7 separate regions of the Mus musculus genome follow, and regions 1, 2, 4, 5, 6 and 7 are each linked to region 3. The links are chromatin contacts, called in public ChIA-PET, HiCAR-type, HiChIP or PLAC-seq and promoter capture Hi-C maps. All regions are on one chromosome and are shown on one strand. Each heading gives the region's core, a stretch centred on a gene start, on an enhancer-like site or on the middle of the called end of the contact. The rest is flanking DNA. Distances are from core to core; before and after follow the strand shown. Region 1 has its middle 24 kb from the start of 9530068E07Rik. Region 2 has its middle 68 kb from the start of Gm30366. Region 3 holds the start of Hspa4 (heat shock protein 4). Region 4 has its middle 17 kb from the start of Gm51894. Region 5 overlaps Gm30366 (a long non-coding RNA gene). Region 6 holds the start of Slc22a4 (solute carrier family 22 (organic cation transporter), member 4). Region 7 has its middle 45 kb from the start of 9530068E07Rik.

The links. Promoter capture Hi-C pulls out the DNA fragments that hold promoters and counts their contacts. HiChIP or PLAC-seq counts read pairs in DNA pulled down with a chosen protein or histone mark. ChIA-PET counts read pairs in DNA pulled down with a chosen protein or histone mark. HiCAR-type assays count read pairs that join an accessible place to other places.
Region 1: a HiCAR-type map of kidney shows a contact between it and region 3, with 11 times the contacts expected there. The contact joins the enhancer-like site here to the promoter of Hspa4 in region 3. A contact is called at or near these places in 3 of 39 promoter capture datasets (the 3T3-L1 cell line and liver), 1 of 15 datasets of contacts at CTCF or cohesin (the NIH/3T3 cell line), 1 of 484 Hi-C or Micro-C datasets (the N1E-115 cell line), 20 of 115 datasets of contacts at active chromatin or transcription factors (the 230-238 cell line, DN3 thymocytes, the NIH/3T3 cell line and 17 more) and 1 of 9 other capture datasets (embryonic stem cells).
Region 2: an H3K27ac HiChIP or PLAC-seq map of embryonic stem cells shows a contact between it and region 3, with 3 times the contacts expected there. The contact joins the enhancer-like site here to the promoter of Hspa4 in region 3. A contact is called at or near these places in 3 of 39 promoter capture datasets (the 3T3-L1 cell line, embryonic stem cells and hippocampal neurons) and 6 of 115 datasets of contacts at active chromatin or transcription factors (the NIH/3T3 cell line, astrocytes, embryonic forebrain and 3 more).
Region 4: an RNA polymerase II ChIA-PET map of effector CD8 T cells shows a contact between it and region 3, with 25 read pairs. The contact joins the enhancer-like site here to the promoter of Hspa4 in region 3. A contact is called at or near these places in 1 of 39 promoter capture datasets (hippocampal neurons), 1 of 484 Hi-C or Micro-C datasets (embryonic stem cells), 16 of 115 datasets of contacts at active chromatin or transcription factors (bone marrow-derived dendritic cells, bone marrow-derived macrophages, effector CD8 T cells and 10 more) and 2 of 9 other capture datasets (embryonic stem cells and macrophages).
Region 5: a contact with region 3 is called in a CTCF HiChIP or PLAC-seq map of the NIH/3T3 cell line, with 6 read pairs. The contact joins the enhancer-like site here to the promoter of Hspa4 in region 3. A contact is called at or near these places in 2 of 39 promoter capture datasets (the 3T3-L1 cell line and hippocampal neurons), 1 of 15 datasets of contacts at CTCF or cohesin (the NIH/3T3 cell line) and 2 of 115 datasets of contacts at active chromatin or transcription factors (cardiomyocytes and embryonic stem cells).
Region 6: a contact with region 3 is called in a promoter capture Hi-C map of erythroid cells, with 4 times the contacts expected there. The contact joins the promoter of Slc22a4 here to the promoter of Hspa4 in region 3. A contact is called at or near these places in 1 of 39 promoter capture datasets (erythroid cells) and 1 of 115 datasets of contacts at active chromatin or transcription factors (pancreatic cancer cells).
Region 7: an H3K4me3 HiChIP or PLAC-seq map of forebrain shows a contact between it and region 3, with 11 times the contacts expected there. The contact joins the enhancer-like site here to the promoter of Hspa4 in region 3. A contact is called at or near these places in 1 of 39 promoter capture datasets (the 3T3-L1 cell line), 1 of 15 datasets of contacts at CTCF or cohesin (the NIH/3T3 cell line), 1 of 484 Hi-C or Micro-C datasets (uterus), 15 of 115 datasets of contacts at active chromatin or transcription factors (bone marrow-derived macrophages, craniofacial prominence, differentiating embryonic stem cells and 12 more) and 1 of 9 other capture datasets (embryonic stem cells).

The regions. Positions count from the first base shown.
Region 1 is chr11:52,418,936-52,422,519 of GRCm38.p6, reverse strand. No RefSeq gene overlaps it. Among named protein-coding and RNA genes, the nearest start is that of 9530068E07Rik, 24 kb to the right of the region's middle. Within about 2 kb of position 1,304, at least 3 of the 459 cell types and tissues checked have an H3K27ac peak or open chromatin away from gene starts, as enhancers often do. A contact at or near this core is called in kidney, where this site is marked.
Region 2 is chr11:52,509,895-52,513,504 of GRCm38.p6, reverse strand. No RefSeq gene overlaps it. Among named protein-coding and RNA genes, the nearest start is that of Gm30366, 68 kb to the left of the region's middle. Within about 2 kb of position 1,339, at least 4 of the 459 cell types and tissues checked have an H3K27ac peak or open chromatin away from gene starts, as enhancers often do. A contact at or near this core is called in embryonic stem cells, where this site is marked.
Region 3 is chr11:53,299,028-53,302,630 of GRCm38.p6, reverse strand. It overlaps Hspa4 (heat shock protein 4), which reads left to right and starts at 2,152. Exons shown (of 19, transcript NM_008300.3): 1 at 2,152-2,571. The coding sequence starts at 2,465.
Region 4 is chr11:52,339,448-52,342,882 of GRCm38.p6, reverse strand. No RefSeq gene overlaps it. Among named protein-coding and RNA genes, the nearest start is that of Gm51894, 17 kb to the left of the region's middle. Within about 2 kb of position 1,567, at least 73 of the 459 cell types and tissues checked have an H3K27ac peak or open chromatin away from gene starts, as enhancers often do. A contact at or near this core is called in effector CD8 T cells, embryonic stem cells, epiblast stem cells and 1 more, where this site is marked.
Region 5 is chr11:52,655,001-52,658,356 of GRCm38.p6, reverse strand. The region is part of intron 2 of Gm30366 (a long non-coding RNA gene); the gene reads right to left. Among named protein-coding and RNA genes, the nearest start is that of Gm39823, 49 kb to the left of the region's middle. Within about 2 kb of position 2,051, at least 33 of the 459 cell types and tissues checked have an H3K27ac peak or open chromatin away from gene starts, as enhancers often do. A contact at or near this core is called in the NIH/3T3 cell line, where this site is marked.
Region 6 is chr11:54,026,458-54,029,725 of GRCm38.p6, reverse strand. It overlaps Slc22a4 (solute carrier family 22 (organic cation transporter), member 4), which reads left to right and starts at 1,622. Exons shown (of 10, transcript NM_019687.4): 1 at 1,622-2,142. The coding sequence starts at 1,750.
Region 7 is chr11:52,439,647-52,442,961 of GRCm38.p6, reverse strand. No RefSeq gene overlaps it. Among named protein-coding and RNA genes, the nearest start is that of 9530068E07Rik, 45 kb to the right of the region's middle. Within about 2 kb of position 1,676, at least 1 of the 459 cell types and tissues checked has an H3K27ac peak or open chromatin away from gene starts, as enhancers often do.

The sequences.
Region 1 (3,584 bases), core at 55-2,554, 880 kb after region 3:
CCACAGGTCGGAGTGGCCAGAACCTGGTACCACCACATTCCAACAACACTCATTCCCTTCATCTCTAAAATGGCACCTGGGCACTGTGGATCCCCAGCTCTAGGAAAGGGCAGAACTGTCCCATGGGCTTCAAGCCTCACCAACCCTAGCCATCCTAGACTTGCCCGCTGACCCAGCCACCCAAAATGCCTGTCCCTAAGCCACAGTGCCAAGGTCACATGGGGTTAGGCACATTCTCAGTCTTTGATTCTGGCCAGGTTGCTGGCTCCCTGTGTATCTCTAAGTGTCTTACTTAGGGTCTGCATTGCTGTGAAGAGTCACCATGACCAAAGCAACTCTTATAAAGGACAACATTTAATTGGGGTTGACTTACTGGTTCAGAGGTTCAGTCCGTTATCATCAAGGCAGGAAACATGACAAGCATGGCACTGTAGGAGCTGGAGATTCTACATCTTATTCTAAAGGCAACCAGAAGAAGACCGTGTCCCAGGCAGCTAGGAGGAGGCTCTCAAAGCCCACCCTTACAGTGACACACTTCCTCCAAAAAGGTCACACCACCTAACAGTACCACTCCCTATGTGCCAAGCATATTCAAACCACCACACTAAGGAAGCAGTCCCCAAGTCCCCTTGATGAAGTCGGTCAACATCATCAGCTGAGGCCAAACCAACGTTCAAGTCCACAGTTGTCCTTCACCCTCGGTGGAGCCATGGACAACACTGCCTGAACTCAAGACAAATTGAGGGACATTGATGGATCCCAAGCTTATGCCAGGTTTGGGGCAAGTGAGGATGGAGGTGGGGGTTCCTTCTGAGCTCCTGTCTGTGTAGACTTGGGTTCCCTGTCAAAGCCAGTAGCAATTCCAGGATCTGGTGGAAATGCTAAAAAAAAAAAAAAATAGAGAAAGTGTGCTCTGTGGTGTAGTCACACTGCCCTCTGCTGGACAAACTTAACACGACAAGGAGAACCTGTATTTGTGGACATTAGACAACTACACAAGTAGGCGCTCAGTGTTTGTTGTTTAGTTATTTGTCATGAACGCTCATGAGCATCAGAGAAGGGACAATGGAGTTTGAGCTGAGAAGGGCGAGGAGAAAGAGATCCTGGACCAGGCTTGGGAAATGGCCAGGATCAGGCGAGCCTGAAGGGAAGAGTGTCTGAGCCTGGGCAGAGGAGCCAAAAGGACACGTGCCACTTTTGTTTGAAGAAAATGTGCATGGTCTCTGCTTAGAGGTGGATGGGGAAGCTGTTGCCTATACCCTGTGGGCCCCTCCCCTTCCAGGGCTAGCTCTAGCCAGCCCTGCCGCCTATTTCCCAGAACAGACTCTGCAGTCCCAAAGGCTCCCACGCTGAGACACCAGCTCCCCTGACTGGCCTTAAGCTACAGGGGCTGAATCTCAAATGAGCCACCAAGACCTCGCTGTTTTCGGCTCCATCGAGATAAGAAAACACCACGAGAAGTAATTGACAAGAGTTAATAATTTAACAATGCAATAGACCTTGTAATTAAAAATAAGCTGAAGGAGCTCACAAAGTGATTACAGTGGTGTTTCAAGGCCCAATTACATCAAAAGTGCCTCTCGCTGCGTCAAAAGAGAGAAGCGGGCCAAGAGGACAAGTCAGGAAAGAGGCCCACTAGGGCACAATCATTAACTACGAGTGTCACCTCTAGGCTGTAAAAACACGTCAGGTACACATGGCCAGTACTGGCTGACACCTTCCCCCAGCCCAAGACATTTAGGAACTGCCCCCAGCCCCTTCCCCCTTCTCCCTTTTCTGGGGAAGCGTCTGAAAAATCTCAAGCCTTGCCCCATCTCTCCCCACCCCCTCTGAAGTCTCAGATTCTTTTCCTTCCGGTGAGCTTTAGTGGGCAATATCAAACAGCTCCCTTGATTTATGCACCAAGCCAATGAATAAAACACTGTTCTTCTCCAAAGCCAGCACCCATGCCCACTGTGCTGAGAGAAGTTTGCCTTACAGCCGTCACCCGGGTCACGGCCTCTTGGAACTCTGGGTAAAGTTTTCTCTGTCTTCGTAGAGCCAATGCTGGTCTCTCTGTTCAGTTACCCGTTCTATCCTGAAATCACAACACTCCACCAGGTCCAGATATTTGTACTTAGAGGCTTTGGGGATGAAATCTCCAGACCTGATTTTTTTCTTTAATTTTAATGCATGAGCCCCTGTCATCTTCAATAATCCTGGTTATCCTTTTACAGATACTTTCTCCCTAGAAATAAATAGCTGTTTTCTGATAAATCTAAGCCCACCCATGGACGGCACTGTGTATATTAACACCATCCTGCCCCTAGTGATGGAGAGGGCTGGGTGACACAGCAGGAGACACGGAGAGCAAGGATGGGCAGCCGGGCAAGGGATGACCAAGGTGTGTTCCACACTGACGGTTTATCCACCGCTGTGGCCAAAACAACTCTGAGATGACAGCTCTGCCTGCTTTTCCTTTTTTATACCAGAGTCAAAGGGCTCAAAGACCATGACCAGGGAAGAAAGGCAGGGGTGTACGTACAAGGTACAGTGAAGAAGCCAAGCACGTGTTTCTGCAAACCTAGCAGTTTCCTGGAGCCTGAGGCAAAGGACTGCTCAGAGACCCCTGCCCCCTTCAACAGAAACTGAAATTTCAGAGAAAAGAAAGGCACAAGAACCACAGGCCCGATGCCATTTCCTGTCCCAGTGTGAGTGGGCTCAGGACACAAAAAAAAAAGAGAGCTACCCCTTTCTACTTCTTAGAAACCTACCCACTGGGGTCTAGATGGCTCAGTGGTTAGAGGCATGTACTGCTCCGGCAGAAGATCCGAGTGTGGTTCCCAGGGCCCAAGCCAGGTGGCTCATGTGCAATGCCAGCCCTAGGGGATCCAATGTCTTCTCATGCCTGCATTCATGTAAACGTGCATCCTTACATGTGGGGGAGATGTATAATTAAGAAATAAATCTTACAGAAAAAAAAAAAAAAAAAGAAAGAAACCCAGAGATAGACTGGGTGATTTTGAAGATGCTGAGAGGCTGTGAAGAGAGGGTGGGCGGGGCCCTGAGCAACCCAGAGGTGTGATCTAAAGGACCACACCCAGTGCTCCAGCAGGCTCCACCCCCTCGAGCTCACACAGCTGCTCTTCTGGAAGAGGAGGGAGAGAACCAGTCTCCAACGCTCCAAGCTTCTCCTTCTTCTTTTCAGCTATGGAGACACAGCTAGGTCAGGCTTTTTCGTTTTGTTCTGGAGTTTTGGGGTTTTTTTGTTTTTTTTTTTGTTTTGTTTTTGTTTTTGGATTGTTTTGTTTTTTGAAACAGGATTTCTCTGTGTAGTTCTGGCTGTCCTAGACCTCCCTCAATAGACCAGGCTGGCCTTGAACTCAGAGCTTCACCTGTCTCTCTGCCTGTGCCACCAGTGCCCAGCTTAGGTCTGAGCTAACAGAGACTATTTTCAGAGTTGGGAGAAACAGGTGATGCTAACCAGGGCCCCCTCAAGGCAGCGGCCCCTTTCCAACTCGGTCCTTATGTTCTTCAAAGATAGAAAAGGAGGGGCTGGAGAAATGTCTCAGAGGTTAAGAGCACTGGCTGCTCTTCTGGAGGAC
Region 2 (3,610 bases), core at 90-2,589, 790 kb after region 3:
GATTTGGCAAAATGAAGGTGTATGTCATGAAGAGAACAAAGGTCTCAGGTTTAGGAAAGAGCAAAATTCTATGCTGGCTATTATGGGCTAGGGTAGAAGTCTATGCATCTATAGCTGATGAGTTAAATTGAGATGACAGCTGCAGGCAACTCAGAGGCAAAGTCTTCACTGCCAGCCTACCAGACTCTTAAAATGTTCTAGCTCTGACCAAAGTTATTCCATGAGTTCTTTAAACCCTTGAGAAAAAGACTGAAATAAGCTTTTATTATATGGCTTCTGGGGGATCAAACTTGGGTCTTTGTGCTTGCATGACAAGCACTTTACCGATTGTCCCATCTCCCCATGGCTCTTCTCAGTTACCTTTAGCTCAAAATATATCTTACACCAAAGAGGCACATGGATGGACATCACCTTCTGCTGCTTCACAGTACAGCACAGAAATCAAGAATGTAGGATCAGGAACAGCCTGACCAGGCTCTAAGCCTGGCTGTGTGACCTTATACCAGGCGTGTCCATCTTGGGATCCTGCAGAGTATTATCACACATACATACATACACACACACACACACACACACACACACACACACGCACACAGGCACGCATGCACGCACACACACATGCACACACATACACACATACACGCGCACACACCCACACACACGCACATATACACACACTCATTCCCACATGTATACATGTGGGAAAGTCAGCCTGGCTCTTAAGGAAGAGCTCCTAAGTAAGGCCATAACACCCTCTAAGTTGGGAGTTCTAGCCTCATCCATGCCCCTGTAAAGTTTTTCTTTTCTCACTTGCTGGTAAGACAGAGTTAAAGCTAAAAATAAAAATAAAAATAAAAATAAAAATAAAAAAATGCTGCTGGACACTGTCCTGGCCTCATCTCCACATCCTATCAAGTCCTGAGCCTTGGGTAACCCAAATGCCAAGTCCAGACACTGCTGTGAGTCTGAATCCTGCCCCCACCCTGACCCTTCCTGAGCTGACCCCTAGAGCCTCTGCCCCCTCCCACTGTCACATGAAGGCTCTGTAGCCTCACATCCCCAGGCCTGTATGCTGCCTCCCTTCCTGAGGGAGGCAGAACTAAGGGACCTATGGCAGAAGACAAGTCAATCATTTCACAGGCTGTGCCTTTCAGAACACTGTCCAGTCTGATCCCAGGCGGGCCCCAGTTCCCTCAAAACCTCTGCTAGCATGCCTATGTTGCTCACAGTCCCCACCTTGGCTCTAGGCCAAGTGGCAGTGCCCCTCCCCCTGTGGGCAGATCCCCTGAGGCTGCCACCCACCTAGCTGGGAACCAAGCTTCCCGCGGTGCCACCACATTTCAGAGGCCACAGGTGGCCACTCACCTTTTCTCCCTCTCTTTAAACCACTCCACACAAAGCCGCTTTTATCTGGTTCAAAAAACACACCTTAAAAGCTTTAAAAGTCTTTGCAGTGGTTTTCTCCTGTTCTGGTCTCTTTCAGATGATAATAGTTTTAATTATAACAATCATTATAGCATAATACCTTTAATTTAGGCAATCAGCTCCATTCAGAGTATTCAAATAGAGGAGGCTGAGGGTGTGGAACTGAGGCTTGCTAGGTATTGGTCCCAGAACAGAAGCTCCTGAGCACAGCAGGTACCAGCTGCTTCCTGGAGGCAGAGTGCCTCGGTCTAGAAGTGCCTGGGCCACCCCACCCCACCCCCTCACCTCCCAAGAACAGACCTCCAGGGAACCCTCCAGGAATTCCAAAACAGTAACCTCCAGGACCTCTACAGAATAGCCATATAGGCCTCCTCCCTGATACCCAGAGATTTCACATTCTCGGTCGTCTCCTATCAGGCTCTATGCAAACCTTGCACAAGATGCTTGAATATGCCATCTGCAGCTAGCCCAGCCACACCCTCTCCTTACCCATAAGCTGCAACTGGGGCTGATGAGAAGATTCAGCAGATAAAGGTGCCTGCCACCATACCTAAAGACCTAAGTTCAATCCCCAGGACCTACAAGGCAGAGGAGCAAATCAACTCCCATAAGCAGTCCTCTGACTTCCCCTCACATACTGTGGTAAGCACCCTCCCACGTACAATAAATAAGAGACTGTAGTTAAAGAAAGAACTGTCATGCCAATCAGGTACCAGCTGGCACTGATAATCTTTCATGGCAGTCGAATAAGAATAGTCCCCACAGGTTCATGTATTTGAATGCTTGATCACCAGGGAGTGGCACTACTTAAGAGGGATTAAGAGGTGTGGCTTTGCTGGAGGAAGTGTGTCACTGGGGGTGGGCTTTGGGGATTTTTAGAAGCCCAAGCCAGACTCAATGTCTCTCTCTTCCTGCTGCCTGCAGATCTGGATGTAGAACTCTCAGCTCCTTCTCCAGCACCATGTCTGCCTGCATGCTACCATGCTTCCCACCATAATGATAATGGACTAAATCTCTGAAACTGTAAACCAGCCGCAATTAAATGCTTTCTTTATAAAAGTTGTCTTGGTCATGGTGTCTCTTCATAGCAATAAAACAATGACTAAGATACCATGTTAGTAGGTTGACCAGTTGTCCCAATAAATCTGCTATTTCAGTTTTAGCTCAGGTGTTTTTGGAAGACCCAGTCAAACCAAGATATTTGGTCAGGTTATTTTCAGGACACAGACATTCAGCTATGACCCAAACCTTCTCCTAAGCTGATCAAGGTAGGGAACAAGAGAGGATTTAACAGCCTATCAGATGCTAATAAGGTTATCTTAGTGTTTCAAGGATGCTAAAACAAGTTACCATAAACAGGGTAACTTGGTAATGGGGTAATGGCCCAGCTGGTAACATGCTTTTCTCCTGAGTCCACTTCTCCAGAACTCACATTTAACAAAAAGAAGTCACACATGGTAACACGCATTGGCAATCCCAGTGCTGGAGAGGCAGAGACAGGAGGAACTCTGGAGTCACAAGTCAGCCAGCTTAGCCTACTTGGTGACCTTCAAGCCAGCCCTGGACAATGATTAGGAAATGATGACAGCTGATGTTGTCCTCTAGCCTCCACAAGCACACACCCTAATACTGCATACGTGCACACCTGCACACATATACAAGTAAAGAGAAAAAAATCAGAAGTTATTCCCTCACATATTAGGAAGCTGTGAGTTCAAAAGCAGGGTTAGCTGATGTTTCCTGGAGTCTACAGCTAAGACCCTCTCTTAGCTGCAGATGGGAACCAACCATCCGGCTGCTCTGGGCTTGGATCACATCACACCAGTCTCTGGCTCCATCTTGGCAGATCGCTATCCCTGTTTCTCCCTTGGTCTCCTCCCTCATCCAAGACATGAGTTATTTGCTTTAGTACTCACTGCAAATCCAGAGAGGTTTTCATCTCAAGATCCTTAACTAATTACATCCACATAGACCCTGTTTTCAATCAGCTCACAGCCTAAAGTTCTCATTATACATGGATTTGGAGGGACACCGCTTAACCTATTATAGGAGTGAACTCATAAATGCCAGCTTGGGTGTTAAAAAAGTCTAATGAGACTGCAAAGATGGAGAGGATAGGAAAGCCTTGCTCATTCATTCATTCATCCATTCATTTTTGCATAAATGTCTGCCTACTTTATACCAG
Region 3 (3,603 bases), core at 903-3,402:
TGTATGAAGAGAACAATGGTGTACTCATAGACATAAAATAAATACATCTTTAAAAAAAAAACAAACAAACAAGGAGCTGGAGAGATGGTTCAGCGGTTAAGAGCACTGGCTACTCCTCCAAAGGTCTTGAGTTCAATTCCCAACAACCACATGATGGCTCACAACAATCTGTGATAGGATCTTATGCTCTCTTTTGGTATGCCTGAAAACAGCTACAGTGTGCTCATATAAGTAAAACAAAACAAAACAAAACAAAAAACCCCCAAAACCCTTTCCTGTTCAAACCTTACTAAATACTAAGTAATGTATTGCTAGTTTTCCCCTCTATCACGGCCTTTTTCTTTTGTGGAACGTCTTCCGAGTTGCCACTATTTTATGCCTATAACTCTCATTGTTAGATCAGGATTGATCAAGGTGATGTGGAAGTAAAAGGGAAGACCAACCTCTCACAGGATCATTACCACGTCTAAATCAGAACAGCTGAAGGATAGATGTTTCCTCCTTGGATGTGGAGACTGTGTCAGGGCTCTGGGCTTGGGATTTTATAGGGCAGCAGAGGAAACTTTTGGGTGGGAAGATATTTCTGCCGACCTACTTTGTGCTTTCCCATGCACATACATTTTGGTGGAGTCCTTACTATGTTGGCATCTATGCCAGGAGTCTGACATGTTGATCCCTGGTCTGGAGCTTTTCTACTCCTAAGTACCCGAAGGGAGTTTCTCAGGTGCTGGGGGCTTTAGGCTATTAACCCTCACTTATTACCTTTGACTAGAAACTCTTTGCTCTCTCCTGATGGTGATAATCCAGAGTGTGTGTGCGCGCGTGCATCCACGTGTAGAAGTGCTGTGAGGGCGGCCATGTTCTGTGAGGGCGGCCATGTGCTGCACAGAGGCTTGAGGGAGAACAGATATCCCCTGTTGCTCTCTGATGTAGTTTTTGGAGGCAGGGTCTCTCTCTGAAACTGGAGCTCTAGTTTTTGGACTAGGCTGCTAGTCAGGGAGCCCCTCCAGTTAACCTCTTGTCTTTGTCCTGCTAGGTTCTCGATGACAGATCGAGATTGGGATTCAAACCCCAGTCTGTATGGTTTCACAGCACGTATTAACTGTGGAGCCATCTCTCCCGCACGGTTTACTGTGTTGGACACCGTTAGGCACCTATGAACAAGAGGTGACAAATAAGTGAAATTTAAAAATCCTTTCAGTTTTGTGGTGTTGGGGATCCAGTCCAAGGCCCTGAGCCTGCAAGTGTTCTAGCACTGTACTCTATATCCTCAGCCACAAAACAGCCAGAAACCGGGAAACTTAGGATCTTCCTCCTGCACTCTGGGTTGGTAATAATCAGAAACGCGTTGAAGCTGGTTCCCCTCCAGCTTTCCGCAACTGGCTAACGTAGTGGTCACTATAGTTTCAGATTCTTTAGTTTAACGCAGGGTGGGGGCATGGCTGTAAGTGGGTCCCAGCACTAAGGAGAAAAGAGCTTCCGAATTTCAAGGTCATCCTTGAGGACTGTCCTGCAGGACATTCTGTCCCCTCCCCACCTACTCTATATAATAATGTGTTAGCATTCACATAAACGTGACACTGGTCTTAGACCTCCCACTCCACGGAGCATGTGATTTGGACCCTTGTGTCCAGCTCAGGGAAAACACCTAGGACTGAAAGGTCCCTCGTCTGATCACGGGAAGTGAGTGGTTAAAAGTAGGTGGAAGCGTGGCTTCGGATTCTTTTAGTTAGCGCTTGGTTTTAATACTGAGTTTTACGTAGAGCCGAGCTGAAACCCTTAGCGCCCTTAGCAGGATTAACTCGAGTTCACTGTGGGGCCTTAAAAAAAAAAAAAAAAACCCTGCAGAGAGCCTGCAAAGTCACTGCCGGAAGTCCCTCCGCGGTGACGAGCACGGCGGAAGTGGGTTCAATGCAGCTCCCCGAAGAACTGTCTCACTCCCGCTCGCCTGACTTCTGGATGGGAGGCGCCCTGCAGCTCAGGGAGGATTGTGGGGGGCTTCTCCGCGCAGGCTCAGTGGCCCACTTCGCGTCGGACCGCTTCCGTCCCCCCACTTCCTTTCACGGTTCCTGTGCCAGGACGTGACGCCAGACTTCGTCAGACGGGAGGAGCCTTGGGAGGAAAAGCGTCTGAGCCGGGGTCTCGCGAGAACGTTTCGTTTCAGCGCAGTTCTCGCGCTGCAACCTTGCTCCTGTTGCAACGAGAGCCTTCGAGATCTTCTCCGCCTCCGCGACCGGCGCCTCCTCTGCGGCCGTGGAGCCGGAGCCGCGGCCCGAGCGGTAGAGGCCCCCGTCTTTCTCCAAGCCCCAAGCCTCCTAGCGGACGGTCGTCCGGCTTCGCCCGCCCAGCCGCGGCGCTCCACCGGCCCACGCGGCTCGCCCTCTTCCACGCGCCAACCCCGCCGGGTTCCGTGTGCAGTGTCGGCGGCCGGCCCTGGGCCCGAGCCGGAGCAGTAGCCGGCGCCATGTCGGTGGTGGGCATAGACCTGGGCTTTCAGAGCTGCTATGTCGCTGTGGCCCGCGCCGGCGGCATCGAGACGATCGCTAACGAGTATAGCGACCGCTGCACGCCGTAAGTGGGGCTTGGCTGGCGGGGTCGCCTCGCTTTCCGGGCGAGGGTCCGCAGGAGACCCCCGCCGAGTGCCGGGTCGCCCGCGGCTGCCACCTGCTTCGGATCCTGGGCCTGCGCCAGGCACGAGGCCCTTTCGCGCGGGCCAAACGAAGGCTTTGAGCCGGTACTCTGATCGGCGGAGGGCAGGAGCAGGAACTGAAAGAGAAGGCGGGCCTGAGACCGTGGGATGGACCGACCGCTCTCACCTCCTTTTTTGGGGGGGGGGAGGGTTTGGGTGGTTCGGTCTGAAACGAGGTCCAGGGCTTGCTGAGCTCGTCGAATCCAATAGAGGTTCAAACTCGGCCCACGGCGAGCATTTAATAAAAGTTAACTTGCAAGATTGTGGCCTCGGGACTGGGAAGCGCTCTGAGTCCCACGTGAGTGGGGGCGGGGTGGCGCCCGGAAGATGTGGAGTCTGAGTACCCACGGCAGGCCCTGAATAAAGTCCATGCTTTTCTTGATAGCGTTTTAACTCCCTTCATTCGTTTTTGGATATTGAGTTAGGTTGGGTCATTCCTTACCCAGGCTGCTCACCTATTCCTTAACAGCGTTAGTTTTTCATGCTAATGAATTCCAGCCGGAAGGTTGCCACAATTGTTAATGCATGACTCAAGGGCTCTGTTTGACTTCTAGAACTTACATGAAGTTATGGGACCAGTATAGACAAATCTGCAAAAAAAAAAAAAAAAAAAAAAAAGACTCACTCAGAGCTTGCTGGAGTAAAAGGGAGTCTACTTTTTAGATATATGTAGGATTTTTTCCCCCACATTTAGCCCAGGATGACCTAAAATTTTCATTCTGCTTCTGTCTGCTAGAATCTGGTATTACAGGTGCGTTAAAATTTTATTTATCTGGCGCTGGTGGCACAGGCCTTTAATCCCAGCTCTCGCAGGGAGGCAGAGGCAGGCTGCAGTGAGTTCGAGGCCAGCCTGGTTCATAGAGACCATTTCAGGATAGGCAGGGCTACGCAGAAAAGAAAGCTTTGTCTTAAAA
Region 4 (3,435 bases), core at 318-2,817, 960 kb after region 3:
CTTTTTGCTTTTGTTTTTGTTTTTGTTTTTGTTTTTTGAAACAGTGTTTCTCTGGGTAGTCCTAGCTGTCCTGGGACTCACTCTGTAGACCAGGCTGGCCTCCAACTCACAGAGAAGCACCTGCCTCTGCCTCTACCTCCCAAGTGTTGGGATTACAGGTGTACGCCCCCACTCGCTGTTCACTCGTGGCTTTACCAAGATGTCCACTCAGGGGTGTTTTCAATTCTGCTCCTGTGGAATCAGTGGGGTGGGCGGATGTGCTGCAGAGCCCCCTCCTCCCAAAGCACCTGCCCACACACCTACGACAGCCAGGGGGAAAGCAAATGGTGTCATCACAGCCCTTCCAGTGCCAGGGGAACCCCCAAAAAGGCCCAGGTTGGGCTCTCCATATTATCTTTTGCTCATCAATGAGATGTCTTCTCTGACGGCAGCACCCAGAGTTCACTATGACATCTCCAAAGTGAGAAATGGGTCCTCAGGAGGCTTCTGCCTGCTTTACTTTAACTGGCCAAGGACTCAGCAGGGAGGCCTGGGAGCCTCTCTATATAATGTGCAAAACAAGGCTGTGTATCTTGCCCAAACGAGCTATGTCTCTTTCACAATAAGAATTAAGGACACACACACACACACACACACACACACACACACACACACACACGCCAAAACACTGACTTGAGCTGAGCATGAACCATTGGGCAGACTTATGCCTAACACTAATACTGGGGAGGCTGAGGCAGGAGGATCCCCATGAGTTCAAGGCCACCCTGGGCTACGTGTAAGACCTATGGTAAAACTAACAAATGGCTGGAGATGCAGCTGTTGGTAGAGTGTTTGCCTAACACGCACAAAGCTCTGGGTTCAAACCCCAGTGCTGTTTACCAGGGTGTGGTGGTCCACGCCAGTGTTGCCAGCACTTGGGAGGTGGGAACGGAACGATCAGACTGTATAGTTCATCTTTGGCTACACAGTGAGATTCAGGCTAATCCTGGTTCCTTGAGACCTCGCCTCAAAAAACAAATCCCTCAGGGGCTGGCTGCCATCCGGATTGCCACATGGGCAAGAAGGGAAGAGGTTAAAGCACTTTGGAGGAACAGCCACAGACCCCAAAAGGGCACAGCCATAAAACCTGGGTCCTAGGTACTGTGGGGGCCTCTGCAGAGTATCGGAAAGAAGCAGGAAGCCGGCCTCAGGCCTGACAGTGTGTCCCCAGTGGCCCCAGGTTCCCGCAGCTGGGGTCAGGGCTGAGCCTGGTAGCCTGGAAACTGAATTTCAGAGAAAGACAAGCTTTGCTTGATCACCTGGCAAAGGATCTCTGAGTCTTGCCTAGGACCCCAGCCGGCTGCCTTCCCCATGTGGTCCTATCCTGGAGCCCCATAAGGACCCCCACCCAGGTCAGAGCATCCTGGGGGGGTCATTCCCTGAGGATTAGGGCCCACCCAGGGTGACCTTGCCAAACAGTGCTCTGGAGCTAGGCACCACCCCCCCCCCCAAGGCCACCACACACCCCTCAGCCACCACCCTTGGAGTTCCTGAGGTGACCCATTTCCCTCTCTCTTCTGCAGCTTCAAAACAAACCAAAACACAGACCAACATCCTTTGTTTGTTTGGAGGATCAGAGCCGGGGAGAGCGCTCTGTGGGTTTTCACTTGAAAACAAGGTTGTTTGAGTGGGGAGCAGAAACCCAAGGCAAAGGACAGAGTCTCTTGTGGCCACGTGCTTTCTGGATGAGTCAGGGCAGGGCGGGGGAGGGGGACACTCAGCAGCAAGGCTGTCTGCTCACCGCTTTGAGGGGCCGGAGCCATGGCCACCGCCACTCACGCTGGGTAGCGTTTCTTTGAGGATAACTAGGCCCAGGTAGGGCCAGGCTTCTCATTCAGTGGCTCCAGAATTCCTTACATGGGTGGGAATGGATTAAGTTGATGCAAGCCCCTAGTGCAAATTTATCTCCATCCCTTAGTTCACAGGCCCAGGCTAGATGTCCTGCCCCAAGGGACAGGCTTGGCCCATCTAGCACGGGCTGTCTCCAGGGTGTGCAGTCAGGTCCTGTCCAACTGACCTGTTGGATCTGAGCTTCCTGGTGAAACTGGAATCTCTGAAATGCCTGCCTTCAGGAGAGGGTACGCGGTAGAGCAGAGACTAGCATACCCTTTGGGCGCCTGTGGTCTCCACACAGAGTGTGTGGGTGTAGGAGACAGGCTGATGGGGACTGCCTCTCGGCAGCCTTCACGGGCACCTGTGAGTGGCAGTCTGAAGGGTGGTGGCCGGCAGACAGCCTATAGAGTGATATTCCAAAGCCTGAACCATTGTAGCTCCCGGCTGATTCCTGGTCTCGCCTGATAGTTTTAGATGCACCATCTTATTTGTTCTTCACAGGCAGTTATGCTAGAGTGGATGAGGCCGCCGGGGTTCAGAAAGGCAGAGCAACTACTCAAGGACACACAACAAGCCAGACTAGGAGCAGCTCAGCTTTGGACCACACCAGGGCCAGGAACTAACTCACTCAGAGCAGGATTCAATTGCCTGGTGGGAGGTGACTATAGAATGAGGACTTTCGCTGCCAACAGCTCCTCATTCTCATTCTGATGGCGCACTCATGATGGGGATGGGTAGGCTTTTGTTAAAGGCCACCATTTTTTAGTCCTTAGGAACTGAGCAAAGCAGTGGCTCCCAATCTCATCCAATCCTCCCTGCATCCCCAGAGGGAGGTATCTTCATTAGCCCATTTCAGAGATGATAATGCTGAAGCAGGGGTCTGCAAGATGGCTCAGCGGCTAAAGGCGATTGCTGCCCAGGTCTGGTGACTGAAGTTTGGTCCCCGAGATCATAAAAAGTGGAAGGAGAGAACCAACTCCACAGAGCTGTCCTCTGACCTCCGCACATGTCCCCATAGTAGGCGTGCTTCCTAACACAATAATAACGTGTAAGATAAAATAAGAAAGAAAAAGCTGAGCAGACGGTGCCTTTCTAAAGCACTGCACGGCAGGCGCTCTTCTGGATCCCACCCAGTCTCCCCTTCCCTCCTGGGGGTCTGCTCTAGGATCAACTTGAGTTGCACTTTGGAACCTAAGCTTCAAGGTCACCCCCTCTTGCTGGCGGGACATCTGCACGGGAACTCTGTTCCTTCCCACCCTTGCTCAGCTTACATGGCACAGGTGTGCGCCAACGGCCCCCACCAACGGCAGCCAACATCCGGGTGTCTGCTCCCCACCAGTGAAAGACCTGAGCCATATTTCTTGCCTGCGTCCCCAGCTGCTGGGCCCACAGGAAAGCCCCCGGGGTGTCCTTGAACTCACAAAGCTTTGCCCAGCTAGCTGCCATCTTAGCTCCTACAATGCACATCTGTCTTCCACAGACCGTAGCTCCGTGGCACATGAGGTGTGCGCGGCTGTGTACATCTCTGTGTACACATCTCTCTGTGCACCTGTATGTGAAGCT
Region 5 (3,356 bases), core at 802-3,301, 640 kb after region 3:
ATATCATCAATATTATTATTATTATGCCTGGCTCATGCTTTTTATTTTACATCTGCTCCTCCCTCACCTCCCAGTACTCCCCCTCCCCCGCCCCCCGCCAGTCTCCCCTCTGCTCCTGTCCACTTCTCCTCAATTTCCTTTCAGAAAATGGCAGGCCTCCCATGGATATCAGTCAAATACGGAATATCAAGTTGCAGTAAGACTAGGCACTTCCCCTCATATTGAGACTGTATGAGGCAACCCCAGAAGAGGAAAGGGTCCAAAAAGCAGGCAACAGAGCTAGAGACAGCTCTTACTCCCACTGTTAGGAGTCCCACAGGACAACCAAGCTATACAACTGTAACATTTATACAAAGCGTCTAGGTTAGACCCACCCATGTAGGCTCCCTGGTTGATGGTTCAGCCTTTGAGGCCCTATGAACCCAGGTTAGTTGTTTCTGTAGGTTTTTTTGTTTTTGTTTCTTGTTTTGTTTTGGGTTTTTTGTGTGTGTGTGTCCTTGACCTCTCTGGCTCCTACAGTCTTTCCTCTTCCTCTTCCATAGGATTCCCTGAGTTCTGCCTAATGTTTAGTTGTGGGTCACTATATCTGTTTCCATCAGTTGCTGGATGAATCCTCTCTAATAACAATTGGGCTAGGCACCCATCTAAGAGTATAGCAGGATATCATTAGGACTCATTTTATTCATGTTTGGTTCGATCTTAAGTCTCTGGGCTACCCAGCATCTGGGTTCTGGCTCTCAAATCAGCAAGCTCTTTAATGTCATCCATCACACTGTACATCAAGAATTAGTCTGGTGTTTGTTTGGGTGGTTTTGGTTTTATCTTTTATTTTTTGGGACAGGTTCTTACTGTGTAGCTATAGTTAGCCTGGAACTCACTATGTAGACCGGGCTGACCTTAAACTTGGAGATCTCTCTGCCTCTCCTGCCTCCTGCCTCCTGCCTCCTGCCTCCTGCCTCCTGCCTCCTGCCTCCTGCCTCCTGCCTCCTGCCTCCTGCCTCCTGCCTCCTGCCTCCTGCCTCCTGCCTCCTGCCTCCTGCCTCCTGCCTCCTCCTGCCTCTTCCTGCCTCCTCCTGCCTCCTCCTGCCTCCTTCTGCCTCCTCCTGCCTCCTCCTGCCCCCTGCCCCCTGCCCCCTGCCTCTGCCTCTGCCTCCCAAGTCCTTGGATTAAAGGTGTGTGCCACCATATTCCATTGTATGGACATACATACCTGTTGTGTTTTATAAAAAGAAAAAGAAACCAGGGGTATATTTGGTTGAGACACAATATGGTGTAGGGGGAAGGGGGTGTCTCTGCAGGCCCATGCTGAGGCATCCCTTCCCCCTGAGGTACCAGCCATATGACAGGTATAGTCTGGAGTAGAGTTTATTTAGGGTATGGGGAGGGAAGTTGAGGGGGTGGTTTATTTGGTTAGACAGTATAGTATAGGTGATGGGTTTCTCACAGGAGCGTGGGTCTTCACCACTCCAAAGGTCACACAGCAAAGTCTTTCCCAAACAGGTGTGCCGACTTTACAATAGCCTTATAGACAGAGGCCCCCCTCTCCTATTCTTTCTCTGCCTATACCTCTAGCTTCCCTCCAGGACCCCAACATCCCAAGGCCAGATGCAATTAAAACAAAATTGCATGTACCAGGTTGAGACAGGAAGCTGGATTCTCAGGCGTGGGTAATCTGCAGCCCTCTCCATCCTTTCCTTCTGTAAGGGAAGGTCAACAGCCAACAGGACGGACTAGGGGGATCTTTTGGAAGCAGACACAGCAGAACTCCTGAAGGTGGGGACAGTATGGCCTGGAGAATGTACAATGTTTGCATTTCATGTGGGTAAGTAAGCAGGAAAGAAAAACGAGCGTATCTTATTTGAAGTGTTTTATAAAAAGTTTCCAAACTGGATCACAGTATATTCACTGTAGTCCATGCCCACCATGAAGGAATGACCCTTCTGTTACTCCGTACTCTCTCCACAGTGGGCATTTCTTAAACTGTAGCTGCTCTAGTAAATGAGAAGCCTGATTCCCTGTGGTCTTTGTGGTATTTCCTGATGACTAATAAGGTTATGTGTTTTCTTGGATGTTCATTGTCCATTCATATTCCATTCAAATATGTGAAGTATCTGTTCAAACCTTCTGCCCAGTTTGCTGATTGTGTATTTATTTGTATGCCTGAGTCATGGGTTTTTTTTTTTTTAACACACATTATGGGTACAAGAAAAATCTTTGTCAGAAAAATGCACTGAAAATATTTTCTCTCAATCTGTCATTTGTTCATTTCCTCCATGGTGCCTTAAAAAGAACAGATGCTTTTAATTTCAGGGAAGTTGACTATATTGATGGTTTTGAGGCTTATCTTTAATTGTGTGCATGTCAAGGTGTACGTGTGAGTGAGGGGGCCCAAGGAAGCCAAAAGAGGATGTCTGAAGCAAGAGTCACAGGCCCCTGTGAGCCACTCAGCATGGCTGCTGGGACCAGAACTCTGACCTCTGGAAGAGTAGCACACATTCTCCAGCACTGATTCATCTCTCCAATTTACTGGAGGTTTTTGCCTGTCCTTAATTTATGGTTTTGATGTTCTAGATTCCCAGATGAAGAATCTTTGCCTATCCTAAAGTCACAATGACAGTCTCACATTAGATTGTCCCTGAAGGCTTTATACTTTTAACATCTATATTTGGTTTGGTCTAATGCACTTTCCAACACTGTGATAAAAATAAGCCATAAGTAACTCAGGAAGGACTGGGTTTATTTGGTTCATATCTCCAGATCAGAGCCTGTCTTTGAGGGAAGTCAGGGTAGGACCTTAAACAGGAACCTAATGCAGAAAATACAGACGAAAGCTGCTCACTGGCTTTCTTACAGGCTGAGCCTCAGCTAGATTCCTTATACAACCCAGGACCCCCTGCTTAGGGATGGTACCACCCGCAGTGGACTGAGCCCTGCTACACCAATTATCAACCGAGACAATTCCCAGGCATGTTCACAGGCCAATCTGATCCAGACAAGGGTTTGTGATCTAGTTTAATCTTTGCGTATGAGGGAAAATTAGGTCTCTTCTTTTCCCCACATGAGCATCCAGCTGCCCCGGGACCATTTGTTGAAAAGATTATCCTTTCTCCCTCGAATTGCCCTGGCATTGTAGTTGAAAATCAATTGACCACATATGTGAGGGTCTGCGCCTGCACTCTGCTCTGTTTGGGTCATGTCTGTTTCAGCTGATGCCAGGGTCTTCACGTCCTGCTTGCAGCAGCTGGAGCAGAGCCTCCAATCAGGAAGCATAAACCCTCCTTCTAAATTGTTTTTTAGCTATTCTTTGTCCTTCCTGTTTTATATGAAATTTCAAATACCATTTTAAAAGATGGTTA
Region 6 (3,268 bases), core at 373-2,872, 730 kb before region 3:
TGACTTCATCTTCATTCTGTGTGGTGGCTTCATCTTCTTTGCTCACTCTCCTCAGTCCTTCAGTCTTGTTCTTTGGGAATCATTCTTCAAAAAATAAACAGCTAGTTCTTGACTCTGTTTATGTTTGTTAGTAATTTGAAGTGGAAGAACAGAACCTAAGTGAGATTCCGACCACAACACACCACCACTCAAGCATTTCAGAAGTAAAGAAACCCTGCGAGTACTCTCACTGGATTAATAAGCACGGATCCAGGCACAGAAGTGCACAGCTTTAATCCCAGCACTTGGGAGGCAGAGACAGGCAGAGCTAGCTCTGTGAGTCAAGACCAGCCAGGTCTACATAGCAAGTTCCAGGACAGCCAGGGCTACATCCGAAGACCCTGTCTCAAACGAACAAAAGTAAAAAGCTAGTGTCCTGGCATACTAGGAGATGCGGCTTAAATGACAGGAAAAGAAATGTAAGTTACTGGTGGGAAGTCAGCCTAACAGTAGGACTCATGGGGGAAACTAACAAAAACAAAGAAAAAAGCAGAAGTCTCCTTCAGTTCCTTGCCAGAGTCTGATGAGACAACCCGGTTTGTGCAAAGTGTTGGGCTACTCAGCCTTACAGTCTCTCCAGGCCTGTGGATCCCAGGCTAGGGGAGCCCAGCTCTAGCTTGGGCTAGCTTGTACACTGTGCCCAGGACCTTAGATGTGAATACTGAGCAGAGAGAGAAAAAAGGCAATCCCGCTTTTGGTTACCCTGCCAGTTCTGAGGGCCAAATCTCACCAGTTTGTCCTCTCTCTGTCCCTTCCTCCCTCTGTTCCTAGACTAGAATGGGCCTTTCTGCAAATAGCCTTTCAGTCCAAGAAGGCTTTGGCACCGTGCCGCAATAAAGGACTCCGGGTGCCCCGAGAGTGCAAAAGGACAAACACCGAGCCCAGGCGTGGTGACTCCTCTATGCTCCCTCAGTGGGCCGACTTCCCTCTGGTGTCTCTATAAAGGCCACAGGGAATCTTTCGAAAGGACACTAGAACGACTCAGGGGCCCGTGATCCAGCCCTTCTAATCCAGGGCGCGCCTCTGACTCAGCATGACCTCGCACATCCTTTTCTGGCTCCAGGTCCACAGTCGCCTCTTTGCAAGGTGAGGATCCTGCTTTTCCAAGGACGCTTCTCGGGCCGCCGCCGTCCCGTGATGGACTACGGCCATGCTAAGGTTCATAAGTGAGTTCCCACGCTGGTGTGTGTGAAGAGGTGGCGCTCCTGTCCCCCACACAGGTCTCTTGGGAGCGCAGACTTGATTAACTGACCGGTCCGCCTGCTCATAATCCAGGCTGGGATTGTGGAGCAACGAACTCCTGCTCCGGGCTAGGCCTGGCTTTCGGGACGCTCCTCCCTGTCGCTCTCCCTCCCACGTGGGGCCGAGAAAGCCGGAGCTCCTAGCTGCACGCGCGTTGTCCGGCCGATTCCGGGCGGGAGGCCTGCGTGGAAGGCCGCTGGGTGCAAGGAACGGAGCAGGAGGCTGAGCCGGCCCGAGAGCTCCGCCCAGATCGGTGGAGTGCAGTGGCCTTTCGCTGCCTAGCCGCACGGGGGTGTGGTCCAGAGGACTCGGCTTCCCGGCGCTCCGCGCCAACCCCTGGGAGTTTTGCAGCACCCACGGCGTGTTTGCACGCAGCCACCTAGGAAGATCCCCTCAGCGCGCCGCAATCGCTGAATCCTTTCTCTCCACCCACCTCCCTCACGCAAGCTGAGGAGGAGAGGTGGAAACATGCGGGACTACGACGAGGTGATCGCCTTCCTGGGCGAGTGGGGGCCCTTCCAGCGCCTCATCTTCTTTCTGCTCAGCGCCAGCATCATCCCCAATGGCTTCAATGGTATGTCAGTCGTGTTCCTGGCGGGGACCCCCGAGCACCGTTGCCTGGTTCCTGACACTGTGAACCTGAGCAGCTCCTGGCGCAACCACAGCATCCCCTTGGAGACGAAGGACGGACGACAGGTGCCTCAGAGCTGCCGCCGCTACCGACTGGCCACCATCGCCAACTTCTCTGCGATGGGGCTGGAGCCAGGACAGGACGTGGATCTGGAGCAGCTGGAGCAGGAGAGCTGCCTGGATGGCTGGGAGTACGACAAGGACATCTTCCTGTCCACCATCGTGACAGAGGTAGGTGGTAGTGCTGGAGCTGGACATTGGGAATGGAGACTCCGTTGCATCCGTGCCCCCAACAGCCCCTGACAGTGCCTGGGTCAGTGTCACCTACTGTCTCAAAACTTCCAGGCACAGAGTGGGGTTGTGAGTGTATTCTCAGCGCACACTCAGAGCTGATGAATTTCTGTGTGGCATGGAGGGGATGAAAAAAAGAGAGTGTTGTCATCAACTGCCTTTTCCTTTCTGAGTTTCACAACAGAGTTTCCCAAGAGCCCTGGTGCTTCCCTGGGCAGGCCAAACCAGACTGTCTTGATTTATAGTCATAGCTATTTCCTTGCTACAGAGAATGGCTACAGTGGTCTGTTGATGGACACAAGGAAGGGTCTTGAGACAGAAGGGCCTCTATGTCGAGGCCCCCACTTTCTCGAAAAAGAGGCAGCAGCCCCTTCCTTGACACTGGTTGGATGTAAGGAGTCAAAACTAGAACCTGGCCTTTGGACACTCAAGGAAAGACCCGTACTTCTGAGGGAAGTGTAAGCTGGTGATCAAGGCTCCAGCTGAGCCCACTGCCTTACCTCTAAGTGATCAGGGAATAGGTTCCCCAAGTCACCAGAGTCTGAATGTGGACCTACTACTCCCTCTTAGTTTCCTGCTGCGTATTTGCTGAGGACCAGGTCATAACAGATAAGACAAGCACTGTTTCTGGCAAGAGCATCACCCAGAACTGATTACCTGCTGTTGGTCAAGCTGGTAGAAAATCTGCCTTCCCACCATTGCTGCTTCTGGTCTGTCTTTTTTTTTCCCTAGGCTGGTTAAACAAAAAACCAACTAGGTTCCTCCCAATGAGATCTCTGGGAACAACAGCCTCAATTTCTTATCTCTTTCCCTCAGCACTACAGAGCAGTCAACAGAAAATGTGTCTGGCCCCAGGGTGTAGACAGCTAGGGTGTGGGTCCCACCTGCAGAGCTCTGATGCCTGTGGGCATGCCAGCTGTGTTGTTAGGAGAGCTGATGTCAGCCCTACTTAGCTGTTGGCCTTCAGGAGCCAAAAATTCAAATCATAGCTTGTTTTATGTGTGACTTTGGGTAAATAAACTCCTTTCTCTTTGTGGAATAACTAGATCTGGATAGACTGCGGGAA
Region 7 (3,315 bases), core at 427-2,926, 860 kb after region 3:
CACAAGGGGGGTACAAAATAAGTCCATACCATCTCTTCACACACACATATGCATATACATGCATGCCCTCCACATAGAAAGATACATACACATGCACAGACACATGTACACACATGCATAAACACATAGACACATACATACACATGTACACATGTGCATGCACACACACGTGTGTGCACATGTACACACACACACACACAAGCACACAGAAGGGGGGAGTGTCTTTCCTAGCCTTAGCCTATAAGGAGGCAGACAAGACTAGAGGCTTCTCAGTGAAGCAGTCGATTGGAAGCAGTGAAGCATAGTTGTACCTGGAGCACAACTGGGAGACCGAGGACACGGGTACCAACTTTGGGGAGGCTGCTGGCCATATCCCAGCAAATTTAACATCAGAAAGAATAAAACTATCATAGAGGTTCTAATGTATGAGGGGGTGGAGAGTGCAGGTCGGTGACAATAGAGAGGAGGGAAGGAAAGGAAAGGTCCTTTCTGTACTCATAGATGCCAGCTAAGGCGAGGAGAGGAAATGCTACAACCAGGAAGCTGGTGGAGGTGAGAGACGAGAGGCTGGGAACATGGAGGGAATATGAAGGGTCTGGGGGATGCTAACTGCAGCATACACTTGTGTGACAACTTAAATATAGTAAAATGAAGATCAAGAAGGGAAGTAAGGGAAGGGAGAAGGAAAGGGAAAATGAAAACAGAGAAAATGGGGGGAGGGCAGAAGAGAGAAAGAGAAAGGAGGGGAAGAGAGGAAGGGGAGAAAGAGAAAGAACCAGACCCAGTAAGAATTATGAATAAGGCAGACAGTGGTGGCGCACAGCTTTAATCCCAGCACTCAGGAGGCAGAGGCAGGTGGACCTCTGTGAGTTTAAGGCTATCCTGGTCTACAGAGTGAGTTCCAGCACAGCCAGGGCTACACAGAGAAAGTCTTTCTTAAAAAACCAAAAAGAAAAAAGAAAGCAAGAAAAGAAGATAGGAAGAGGGAGGGAGGGCTGGTGAGATGGCTCAGTGTGTAAGAGCACCCGACTGCTCTTCCGAAAGTCCGGAGTTCAAATCCCAGCAACCACATGGTGGCTCACAACCATCTGTAACAAGATCTGACTCCCTCTTCTGGAGTGTCTGAAGACAGCTACAGTGTACTTACATATAATAAATAAATAAATCTTTTAAAAAATTTTTTAAAAAAAGGGAGGGAGGGAAAGAAAAGAGGGAGGGAAAGAAGAGAGAGAAAGGGAGAGAGAAATCTAAAACTGGGGTTTGGGGGTACAGCTCAGTGGCAAAGGGCTCGCCTAGCAAGCCAGAGGCCATAGGTTCATTCCTCAGAATCCCAAAAAGATAATTTTTAAGAGGCTGAAACTCAGATTATCCAATTTGTCTGTGAGCTGGGGGTGAGAGGCGGGATCTACAGTCCCACAAGGCCAGGCCATGTGGAGAGAACAAGGGTAAGACTAGGAACTGAGACAGAAACCAGGGCAAGGTGAGGGCTTGAAATGGAATCAGAGTTGACTTTGCCTGGGAATAACATCCAGCTTAGATGCAGACAACCAGAGCTCATTCTGGGGTGTGGTGCATGTGGGAGCTAGTGAGCATCCCAGAATTCATTCTGGAGCCAGGCAGGGTCCAGGGTACACAGGACAAGGATGGCATTCACAGCCTCCCCTCCCCCACCCTTGCGGTGCTGGGTCCCAGCTGGCAGGCTCTGTCACTCCTATTTCATGGCTAGTTCACTCCAGCACTTCTGCAAAATTTCCTCAGGAGTAGCAGGCATCTCTTGCCAAATCCAGACAGAGAAGGAGCCTCCTCGGGGCCCAGGCATAATCTACATGGCTACCTCCAGGATAGAGACATGCCTGCAGTGTGGTGCCCCTCTCAGAAGCCCCAGCACAACATCCTGCTCTATCTGGCCAGGATGGAAGCGGTAAAAGGCTTGGGACTGGACACTGCCCATCTGTCCCTCTCTTCCAAGACTGCCTCATCCCTGCCTGTCCCCTAGGGAAGACATTATCCACACCTGTCCACAGCTCCGGCCTCCTGACCACACTGTCCCACTGAGGCAAGGAACCAGCCAGCCATCTTCCTCAGCCTCTGAGCCAAGCAGGTGCTCAGGCTGTGGGGTCTGGGTCAAGAGAAACATAAGGTACAGAAGCCAATTGTCACCTGTCACCAAGGGCAGCTCTCCTGCCTCTTTCAGCACCGTCTGGGGGCTTCTGACCTATTCTCCCTCCTCCTTCTTCCTTGGGGACAAGCTAAGCTCCTGCTTTTGATTTGGGACCATCCAGCCTCAGACAGAGGGAGCCATTGCTGTCAGGAGTGGGTCTGCATGCTGTCTGTTTGTGACTACTGTTTGTATTTACAGCAATAACACGTTTCATGCGTCAGAGGAAAGGTCTGTCACTGCAGGAAATGAAAGGCAAATGAATAACTGTGAAAATTATAATGTGGTTAAACAGGATGCGTAACTGAAGGACTAATAAATGAAGTACCTTCAAAGCCTGAAGAAAAAAAAATGTCCTTTAAAAGCAAGCGTATAAGCCAAGTGAGGTAAGATACACCTGGAATCCCAGCACTTGGGGTGTGGAGACAGGACGATTGGTAGTTTGAGGATATCTTTGGTTACAGAGTGAGTTTAAGGTCAACCTGGGATACAGGAAACACTATCGCAAAAAAAATGTAAATAAAGAAAGAGATTAAGAGTCAGGATATGGACTAGGGAGATGACAATACAGGTAAAATTTTTGTCACCAAACCTTATGACCTGAGTGACCCACAAGGTGGAAGAAAAGAACAGACTCCTGAAAGTCATCATCTCTCTCTGTCTCTCTCTCTGTCTGTCTGTCTGTCTCTCTCTCTCCTATCACCCTGCTTACTCCTGATCAGACATTTGTTTGTCTAACCCCTCTAACCCTTCCATCCCCTTTTCTAAGACTCTGCCCATTGGGGAGGTTACAAGGGTGGAGGGCAGATATGAAGGGGCAGGGGGTTGAGTGGGATTAGGGTGCATGATGTGAAATCCACAAAGAATCCATACAAAGTTATAAATAAATAAATAAATAAATAAATATTAGGAAAACCAGCTGCTGGGTAGGTGTGTGTCAACTTGACACCAGCTAGAGTTATCTGACAGGAGGGAACCTCAACTGGAAAGATCCATAAGATCCAGCTATGAGGCATTAGTAATGGGGTAGGGCCCAGCCCATTGTGGGTGGGGCCATCCCTGCACTGGTGGTCCTGGGTTCTATAAGAAAGCAAGCCAAGCAAGCCATGGGGAGCAAGCCAGTAAGCAGCACCCCTCCATGAACATCAGCTCCTGCT